3 separate regions of the Zea mays genome follow, and regions 2 and 3 are each linked to region 1. Evidence: chromatin contacts called from public Hi-C and HiChIP or PLAC-seq data. All regions are on one chromosome and are shown on one strand. The core of a region is the stretch at or near the end of the contact, and the rest is flanking DNA. Distances in the headings are between cores, read along the strand shown.

Region 1 (3,179 bases), core at 222-2,721:
TAATAACACCAGTTGCCAGAGATGTTGCTTTCTCAGAGAGATATCTGGAAGAGGATAGGAATTAGTACAGTACCATGATCAGATTTATAAAGGGGCCCAATCATGCAAGCAACCATATTGAAACACTGCACTTTAGAACACCTGTACCATATTCGAAGTAAGGTTCAACAGGTGCCATTTCTAAATATGTAAAAAACCCTATGCATTGCATTATTGCTTAAAGGTCCATGGGAAAAGTTTCCCGCTCCACCTGTGAATTAAATGCTGCCGATAAAACCCTTCTAGCTTGAGCACTAATATGATGATAATCAGCACGCTGGTGCTATTCAATCAGAATTGTTCTATTGCGTTCAAATTGGTTACAAAAATAATTATAAAGCTTCCAGCATTCAGCTGCACGTTATTGAAGCACCAAAAATGTTTGGATAGACCCAGCTACATATTGAACCCATGCATATATGATTTTAGCCTCTGTCAACACATAAAAGCAAAAGAAGTGAAAAAGGGATAAGGACATGTTGGATCAATGATAGGAACTTATGGCTGAAGATCAACAGGAGTTATAACATTACAACACATTCTCTATGCTTTGTAAAGTATTTGAAAATTAGTCAAACCTTGAAATGCAATGATTTAATCCTAATTACCACAATCAAAACATCTTTGTCATCCTGTAATCAGTAACTTAACTAAGACGACCATGACTAAAAGCCAAACAGAAGGGATTGCTAAAATGACATCAATACAGAGCAAACAGTAAAAACTGCACAAATATATCAACCTTAAGACTAGGGATATTAACACCCAGTGATTAATCTAAAGGGAGTTGCCAAACTTTAACACAACTCAGCTAAGTACCATGCCGAACCAATCTGCTTGCCGCAAAAATAAAATAAGTGGCCAAACCTAAATCTTCCTGCCTCGCGATTTCTGCAGGCACAAACTAGTAAGCAATCTCTGAAATTAAACCCAGGCATAGGTATATCCGCAGAGGCAGGTCAGGATACAAGTAGAAGCTATAGAGCTACATCCGCGCGCCTCCATAAGTCCAAATGAGTAACGGCAAGGCGGCACTCACAGCGCGACGAGGTCGGGGTGGCAGACGAGGCAGCGCCACCCGAGCGAGGAGTACAGCTCAACGAACGGCCGCAGCTGCGCCTCGTCGCTCCACACCCACGCGAACAAGACCGCGACACCCCTCGCTTGCCCCGGCGGCGCCGATTCCGGCGCCCAGTAGAACCGCCCACCGCAGCCGGGCCACATGGCCTCGGCCCCTGCTCTACTACTTCCGTCGAGGAGACCGAGGAGAGGGGGATCGGAGCAAGGGTTTGCGCGGTTTCACTTGGTTGTTCTGGTTGAGAGAAGGAGGTGAGGGGTGGAGGAGACGGCGACGGCCAGACGGGAACGCGTTTGGTTTGTTGCGGATTTTGTTTTCTTTTTCGAGGATTACTCGAGCGCCCATTTTTCTGTGGTTTCGGAGTTTGCTTGTACGCCGTGCCGCGGTGTAAAGAGTGCCCGGTTTGTTTGTATTTTTTCTACGGACTACCAAACACTCTAATTTTCCATCCGACTGGTATAAAAATCGTTACAGTAAAAACCATATAAAATCAGCATAAATACAAAATCGGTCGAGTCATCACAAGTTCACTGGTAGGCAGCGTAAAAAAGGGACGTGTAATTATAGATAATATTATTTGATACTGTTTGTATAGTGAAGTTTAAAATAAGGAATGAGATATGAGATGAAATAGATGACTTATTGTAGATAGCCTAACTGGGATGTTCGGTTCATGTCTAAAGTTTTCATGTCACATCAAATATTTAAATATTAATTACAAGTATTAATATAAGTTTAATTTGATTTAATAAATGTGTTTCGTCTTTTAATCTTCATTAGTTTTATAATTATAGGGTTTAGGGTTTAGTAACTATATTTAATACCTAATGTTTTCATTCAACTATTTGATATGACAGGGACTCAACTTTAATTGGATGGAACCAAACACTTTCTAGCTTTGTTTGGATACACTAATATTGACCTCAATCCACATGTGTTGAGATGGATAGGGTGTAATTTTGGGTACTCTAATATTGATCTTAATCCACATGTGTTGAGACGGATTATATCCCAATCCACCTCAACATATGTGGATTGAAGTCAATACTAGAGTACTCAAACTAAACCCTAAAAGCTTGTTCGGTTTGAAGTGATCCATCTCTAACTGAACAAGCTCTAAAATAGTTAAAACATATTTATGGTATAAGATTGTTCGCATCAGTTCTTTCTAAATTTTCTCCTCTATATCCCTACTTTTATGCCAGCCACGTCGTCAAAATTCCACGTCTATTTTTTATGTCACACAACGGTTCCCTCTAAATATTCCCTTTATATCTCACTAAAACCATAAAATACCATCTTATATCCATACTTTTGAATCATTATCATTTTTTCTCTATCTAATAAATATTGACGTGCAGGTAAAACCATGCAAGGGGACCTTTACCGTCTAGCGCTGCGGCTGTAGCGCCGCCCTGTACGCGCTAAACAAAGGGAAGGGAGAGCTCGTGGGCCTAGGGCTCGATATCGAACTAGCTCGTTAACGAATTAGCTTGATTCGACTCGTTAAGTTAATGAGATATAGAATTAGCTCGGCTCGGCTCGGTTCGGTTACCTCGAGCTAGCTCGTTTAGCTCGTGAGCCAGAACACGAAAAAATAATATATATATATAATCAATTTCTCGTTAATTTTAAACTAGTTTAACAATAGAAAATAGTAATTATACTCATAATTTTAAAGGCCGCATCAATTAACATCAAATTAACACAATTCATCACTCATCTATTCCTTATCCACACACATGTTTATCAGTTTAGCCCACACATATGTTCGCATGGACCAATTTAACACATAGACATAATTCATCAACAACTAGTTTAACTTATAGGCCATAAACACCACACATACATATAATATGTTTATCAATTGTTACATAAATGATATGCATATAGTTTTGTTTTGGTGAAATTTGATAGCTCGTTTAGCTCACGAGTTGGCTCGTTAATGTCGGCGTTTCGACCCCGGAGGGGTCCCTGGACCGACGAGTAAATTGTCGCTGCGTATCCCAGCCCAGATGGGTCGGCGCGAGATGGAACACAAGGGGGAAAACCGCGGCTTCGT
Region 2 (3,179 bases), core at 285-2,784, 240 kb after region 1:
AGCTCTTGACGAGGAGCTGTTTTTTTTTTGGACTATTTGGTACAGCTTCACGATGAGCCAGAGGAGGAGCCATCCTAAGAGTTGTACCAAAGGGGCCCTTAAGGTGTCGTTTGGTTCATGTATTTGTAACGTAATGGATAACTGATAACCTTAAATTAAGTTTGTTTAAGTCCAACCATAATTGGATACCGTACTAAAAATTGATACCGACCTATTCAAACTTATTACAGCTGGTAATCGAGCGTAAATCATTACCGTTATCATTTACATTGCACGGGGCATCGAATGAAATAGAACTCCCTACACAGTGATTGCTTTGTAAGGGGGTGTTTGGTTTCTAGGGACTAATGTTTAGTCCCTATATTTTATTCCATTTTAGTTCCAAAATTACCAAATATAGAAACTAAAATTTTATTTTAGTTTCTATATTTAGCAATTTATATATTAAAAAGGAATAAAATGAAGGGACTAAACATTAGTCCCTAGAAACCAAACACCCCCTAAGTCACCTGGCCGATAGGAGCGGTCCTCCCATTCTGCTCTTCTCCTCCACTCCCCCCTCATCTCTCAAGACGTCAAAGAGGCAATCCTGTATCAACAGTGCATATAGGAATAAGTTTCAATGCTTTTTCTAGTTTCGAAATATAGTCCTTTTGAAGAACCAATCACTGGATTTGCTTGTGCACCCCCCCCCCCCCCCCCCCCCCCCCCTGATTCTTGCACAAAACACCATCAGACATTAGTTATCAACCTAGACGAAAACTGAAAAAAATAGTGAACACCTTCTGTTACTCCGCTGCTTTTATGGCGCGGAACACGCTGAAGACTTAGGTTACTTGAGCCATCTCGTGGTGGAAGCCATGTTCTGACTGAGCGGCGACTCATACACGCAAGCTCACCCCGTCTCTGAAATCTCGCGAGCATGGAAAAATGGGTGAAGAACGCAACCTCGTATTGAAGCCATGAAGGTTGATTGGGAAAATTGGATTCGAGATAAAGAAGGACAGTACAGACACGGATGCGCAGAGACGGATGCGCGGTGGCATTGAGTATTTGAGTCTGAGTCATATCGGGAACGACATCCATGTGTTGGGGAGAGATCCAGCAGCGGTTTTCGTGAGCCGAGTGTACCTGCCGCGCCGCTTTCCGTGACGGCGTGCGTCACCGAGCTTCTCACTGCGACCGCTAATGACCTGCGCCGTCGCTGCGGGCGGGGAGAGATCGAGCAGCGGTTGTGTGCGCGCGGGGAGACGCGGGAGACCAAAGCAATTTTCCCGCGCCGCCGGACTGCTTCTATGTGCGCTGTATGGGGAGCAGCGGTGTGGGAACTGAGGCGAGTGGGCTTGTGTTTGGGCCATAGACAATGGGCCAGACGAAAGAATAAAACCCAGAATCGCGCGTGGCTTGCTCTACCTCGAACTCGAAAGATGCTGCACTTACATGTGGGCCGTGCTGGTACTGTAGTCGGCTAGTCGCCGCTCGCCGCGTTACTTGACGCCTTCTGGTCGAACGGGAAGAAGAGTAGCGCGTCCCCAAACCCAGATCCACCCCCCCCCCCCCCCCCCCCCCCGGACTGAGTCCAGTCCAACCTCGCAGGCAAAGATGGCGGACGTCACCCGCAACGGCTTCGGGGGCCGGAACCCGCCGGGGCTGCTGCAGAACGCGGCCAAGAACAAGCATGCGTTCGTGCAGCTGTTCCTCATGACGGGCGTCCTCTTGGTGAGCCTGCGGACCTTGGGCCAGAAGCACCTCCTCCACGACCTCGCCGCCGACAACGCCGACCTCCGCCGCCAGCGCGACGGCCTCTCCCACCGCATGCGGGACCTCCAGGACGCGCTCCGCACGGAGGCGGGCGCCGACTCGTCCGGCGCTCTCGCGTCCCACCTCCGCCGCATCTTCACCGCCCACCCTGCGCCTGCCGCCGCCGCCGAGGACCAGTAGCGTGCTCTCTCGAGGAATCTTCTTCTCCGCGGTTTGGTTCTACGGTCCTGTGGTCGCATGTCTAGCGGTGAGGTAGTGACCTCTTCCGTTGTCGCTGCCTCACGGTCCATGGCAGCGCACGCTACGTGTTTGTGGAAATGTCGCACTGCAGAGAGTTGACTGAAAGTGTTTCTGCGTCGTCTCGAGACGCATTTGTTGAGACTTCAAACTTCGTGTCGCAGACTTTAAATTTCGTGTTTCGGACTTAAAACTTTAAACATCGTGTTTCAGACTTTAAACTTAATGTTTCAGATTGATCAATGGTCCTTTTACTTCTGTCCTGCTTTGTTAACTCGCGTTTGCGTTCTTCATGTACTGGCTTCAAATTGCAGCAGTTGCACTTGGCTATTCTGTGGCGATTCTATGGATAGCTAGCCGAACGACTCGTGCAATTTGCACTCTAAAATGCAATAGAATTGTGCTAACTATGGCTGAGTTCAGGAAGGGGCACCCGAAATTTCCGTAAACATATTAGATGTCCAAGACATGACTGAATTAGTCTAATCTTAAATTTATCATAACAATTAAATTATATAAGATAGTCCACTTTGCCCCCTGTGACTAAATATTATCTATTTTGTCATAAAAGTTTTGCATCTTAAATTGCATTCATGTTCTGATAATTAGTAATGTAAGAATAGGATCGATACTCTTCACTAGTTTTATTGGAGCACTGGCGAAGGATGTGCCTCATATCTGATTCGTACAAGCATTAAGTGCTTTTTACGAGTTGATTCTTTGTCACTCCAATCACTTACATATTGAGTTAGGCCACCTATAATTTTATTTCCACTAGATCATCACCAAACTCCTGATGTCGGTCACCAAAAATAACAAACATAAACTCCTACTTGACCTGATCGAGCCTAATAAAAACATTGGATGCACACTTGCTACTCTCAATGCACTAATAATGTCACTAGTCTTAGGATTATCAATCTCAATCACCTTAGTAGGCAAATACTCGTTATTTCACTTCAGAATGTTTATTTAGATGAATAAATAGGCAATAGTGCTAGAATGAACGAGTTAGCACAATATTTATACATCCAACCACCCAACTATTTGTTATAGGAGGGTCGGAACTGCAGCGTATGGTGGAGTGGGGGCCGGTTCGTGCTAAATCACAGAAGGCAGTGCTGGAATTCATAGCTAGCACTAGCATGGCTGAAGGACGGGTCAAGGCAAGGCTGACGGAT
Region 3 (3,179 bases), core at 402-2,901, 190 kb after region 1:
GTGCATGGACATTAGCAAATCTATACCACTGTATAATCCACCAATTTAAATTTTACAAAACGCATCTACCAAATCACCCCACACTCATAACCTCTCCTAGATCCACCAAACAAATTGCACTCACACAAAACACACCTTCAAAACCAACGGTTCAGATCGGCCCTTGCCCTTCGTCGCTCAAATCCGATGACCAATATTATTTGGATCATCCTCCCTCTCTCATCACTCACTCCGCCGCCTCCCCTCCCTCTGTAAGCCCGACGCCCTGTCCCCATCACTCGCCGCATTTGTACCCGCCCATGGACTCCCTCTCGGTGTTGGTCTCGGCAGAATAATGCACCCCGCAAGGGCACGCCACGGTGTCGGCGTCTGACCCGACGCCGCTCATCTCCGCGTAGCACGGGCACCTGGACCTAGGGGTGGTAATGAATCATGATCTAAATAGTCTTTTACAAAATTTAGGGCCCTGAATAAATTTTAATTTAAAAATAAATAGAAATAGAGATTAATCCTAACCTAATCAGATCATTAGATCTTATAGCGTAAAATTGAGATCTCATTATCATAGCTGACCACTTCTTCGACTGCCTGGACATGTCGCAGTCGGCGGCGTTCGTGCTCGACGCGCCGGGCATTGTCTTCTTCATGGGCGTCGGCAAGTGGGGAATCGTGGCAAGGAAGACCGCGCAGCGTTGCTGGGCTTCGCGCGCGTCGGCTTCTTCGCCCCCGTCGACGTGCTCTTCCCCGGGGATGTGCTCTTGCTCCTCTCCAAGTTCCGTGCCCCTCCTGCCGTAGCACGGGTAATTAGGCTAGTCACTAGTAAACAATAGAGGTCACATCTCCTTTTACGAAAGCTGTCAATGATTGGGCCTAATAATCAGGACTCCGGTCGGAGGTTCTGGGTCCACGCATCCACTAGTCTTGGCTGCCTATAGTAGCACTCCTCCCGTTCCGTGCACTACTGTTTGGATTATTGTCAGCCAGACATGCATCCGCAATTCCGCATCCTTACGTTATCCTTGAGTACCACAACTCAAATCACACAGTGCTCCCTCCCGTCTGCCGATAAAAAATATGGAATACTGATGATTCGTCGTTGAATATTCTACACGAAGTGTACAAAAAAATTTATTGAAACCTATGATGCATACATAACGAATATAATTAGTTATGCAAACGACATCTATTTTTGAGAAAGAGTAGGTATATATATATATACCAAATTATCCAAATAAGTATATCTAGAAATTTGTATTTGTCTGTTACTCCGACCCGCACCGCCTGCGACAATATCTCAGATATTTATTTGGCTCATCTCCTGAAAACGAGCTCTTGTTTTGGTCGCATCGAGTTCACCCTTTTCTACGACAAGCGGCGCAACACGGACCTGGCGTCGAATATCTACCGTGTTCTACACCAACTTTCCAAGCACAAAACTAGACGCGTAATACCGTGCAAACGCTTGCGCACCGAACGAGAGCAAAATATCCCATGCAAATGCAAGCCACGTACGCTTTGCCCTTCCACAGCGAGCGAGTGGCCAGCGCAGCCGATAAGAAACGAGTGCACGGAAACGCCCCGCCCGTCGACGAACCAAGCTATATATCAACCTCGTCCTCCCCAGCGCAAGACGCCAACCGCGAAGCACTACACTACACTACACCACACCCACCCGACGACGATCACACACGCAGAAGATCGAGTTCGTTCGATCGTGACCGTGACGCAGGAAGCTATAAGCTAGCCAAGACAGGAATAATAATGGCGGCGTCGACGGTGGCGAGCCTCTCTGTCCCGGTGACGACGACGACCTTCGCGGCGGCGGGCGGCGGCGACGTGCTGATCGTCGTCCCGAGGAGGGCGGGCGCCAAGCGCGTCGTCTGGTTCCCCGCGGCGGCGCGCCGCGGCGGCGGGCGGTTGGTCGCCGTGCGGTCCAGCGGGCCGGCCACGCCGCCGGAGATCTCCGACAAGGTGTCGGAGAGCATCAAGCAGGCGGAGGAGACGTGCGCGGACGACCAGAAGGGCGACGCCGAGTGCGCGGCGGCGTGGGACGAGGTGGAGGAGCTCAGCGCCACGGCCAGCCACGCCCGCGACAGCCTCAAGGAGACCAACGCCAACGACCCGCTCGAGAAGTACTGCAAGGACAACCCGGACTCCGAGGAGTGCCGCATCTACGACAACTAGCTAGTCGTATAGCTATATAGGCCATCGACATGAAGGACGAAGGTTGTAGCACACTACGAAAGAATGATACTCTCGATCGGCGCGTCATACGTGGAATGAACTTGTTTGTATCAAGCTATCTATACCTCAATGCTTCTCTACCTGCCGCCGCCGCACCCCGTATGATATGTGATACACAGCTGGGATGGTATACTGATATTTTGGGTTAATTTCATGTGCCAAGCGTGTTTAAAGTCTGGGATGATGGACTGACGGATACTTTGCATTTCGCAAGGAATCCGACACCGTCGAGTAATCTCAAGCCAGTTTGCCGCCAGCTGACATTTTCTTTGGACAATGCACAGTGCGCACATGAACATATGTTTCTGCAAACTCCGTTCCTCTATTCAACAAATCATGTACAGAAAATAAAAAAAAACAAAGACTGTAGTTAGGTTTACAGTTTTGAGATTTACCAGAAGTAGAGGATATTACAGCAATAATGGCTGACTATCTAGGACTAGGAGGGATGAGGGCGTAGGTAGGTCAGTAGGTGGTCCTTTTGAACCTAAGCATGACTAGAAGCCAACACATGGACAATTACAGAGGTCCATGTCGCAGTATGCATAATGCCCTACGTTGTCTTACTACTCATCGATTAATGAACACAAAGGTGAAAAATATTACGAGCTCAAACACAACTGAGCACCAAGACCTCATCACTCTATCTCACCTCCTAGTTCCGATGGTACTTCTAACCTGATATTCCTAATGCGCCTTTATGTATGCCCTCTATGTAGAATGAATTCAATCTCGGGAAAGTTTAGAACTTCTGAACCCCGTGGGAGGAAGTGTGTATGTCCAACCTGAACATATAGATCTAACCCTATGGATTGACGTCAAAAATGGCTCGACTGGATGTAAGAAAAATGGACCAGGTTCCATTTGATATTTGAGTTTTGATGTTTGATGATCAACATAACCATTTGGAATAACATTTTATTCTAGTGTTTATG

Evidence for each region. Hi-C and Micro-C count contacts between places; a contact is called where the count stands out from the background. HiChIP or PLAC-seq counts read pairs in DNA pulled down with a chosen protein or histone mark.
Region 2: a Hi-C map of tassel shows a contact between it and region 1, with 5 times the contacts expected there. The contact joins the promoter of LOC100194337 here to the promoter of LOC103637883 in region 1. A contact is called at or near these places in 8 of 25 Hi-C or Micro-C datasets (bundle sheath, ear, endosperm and 3 more) and 1 of 3 datasets of contacts at active chromatin or transcription factors (leaf).
Region 3: a contact with region 1 is called in an H3K4me3 HiChIP or PLAC-seq map of leaf, with 5 times the contacts expected there. The contact joins the promoter of LOC100281649 here to the promoter of LOC103637883 in region 1. A contact is called at or near these places in 4 of 25 Hi-C or Micro-C datasets (bundle sheath, ear, leaf and 1 more) and 1 of 3 datasets of contacts at active chromatin or transcription factors (leaf).

The regions. Positions count from the first base shown.
Region 1 is chr9:9,206,609-9,209,787 of Zm-B73-REFERENCE-NAM-5.0, reverse strand. LOC103637883 reads right to left here and starts at 1,471. Exons shown (of 7, transcript XM_008660903.4): 1 at 1,079-1,471; 2 at 1-44. The coding sequence starts at 1,263.
Region 2 is chr9:8,970,229-8,973,407 of Zm-B73-REFERENCE-NAM-5.0, reverse strand. LOC100194337 reads left to right here and starts at 1,534. Exons shown (of 1, transcript NM_001139373.2): 1 at 1,534-2,256. The coding sequence starts at 1,603. The coding sequence ends at 1,941.
Region 3 is chr9:9,017,776-9,020,954 of Zm-B73-REFERENCE-NAM-5.0, reverse strand. It overlaps LOC100281649, which reads left to right and starts at 1,651. Exons shown (of 1, transcript NM_001154568.2): 1 at 1,651-2,390. The coding sequence starts at 1,762. The coding sequence ends at 2,184.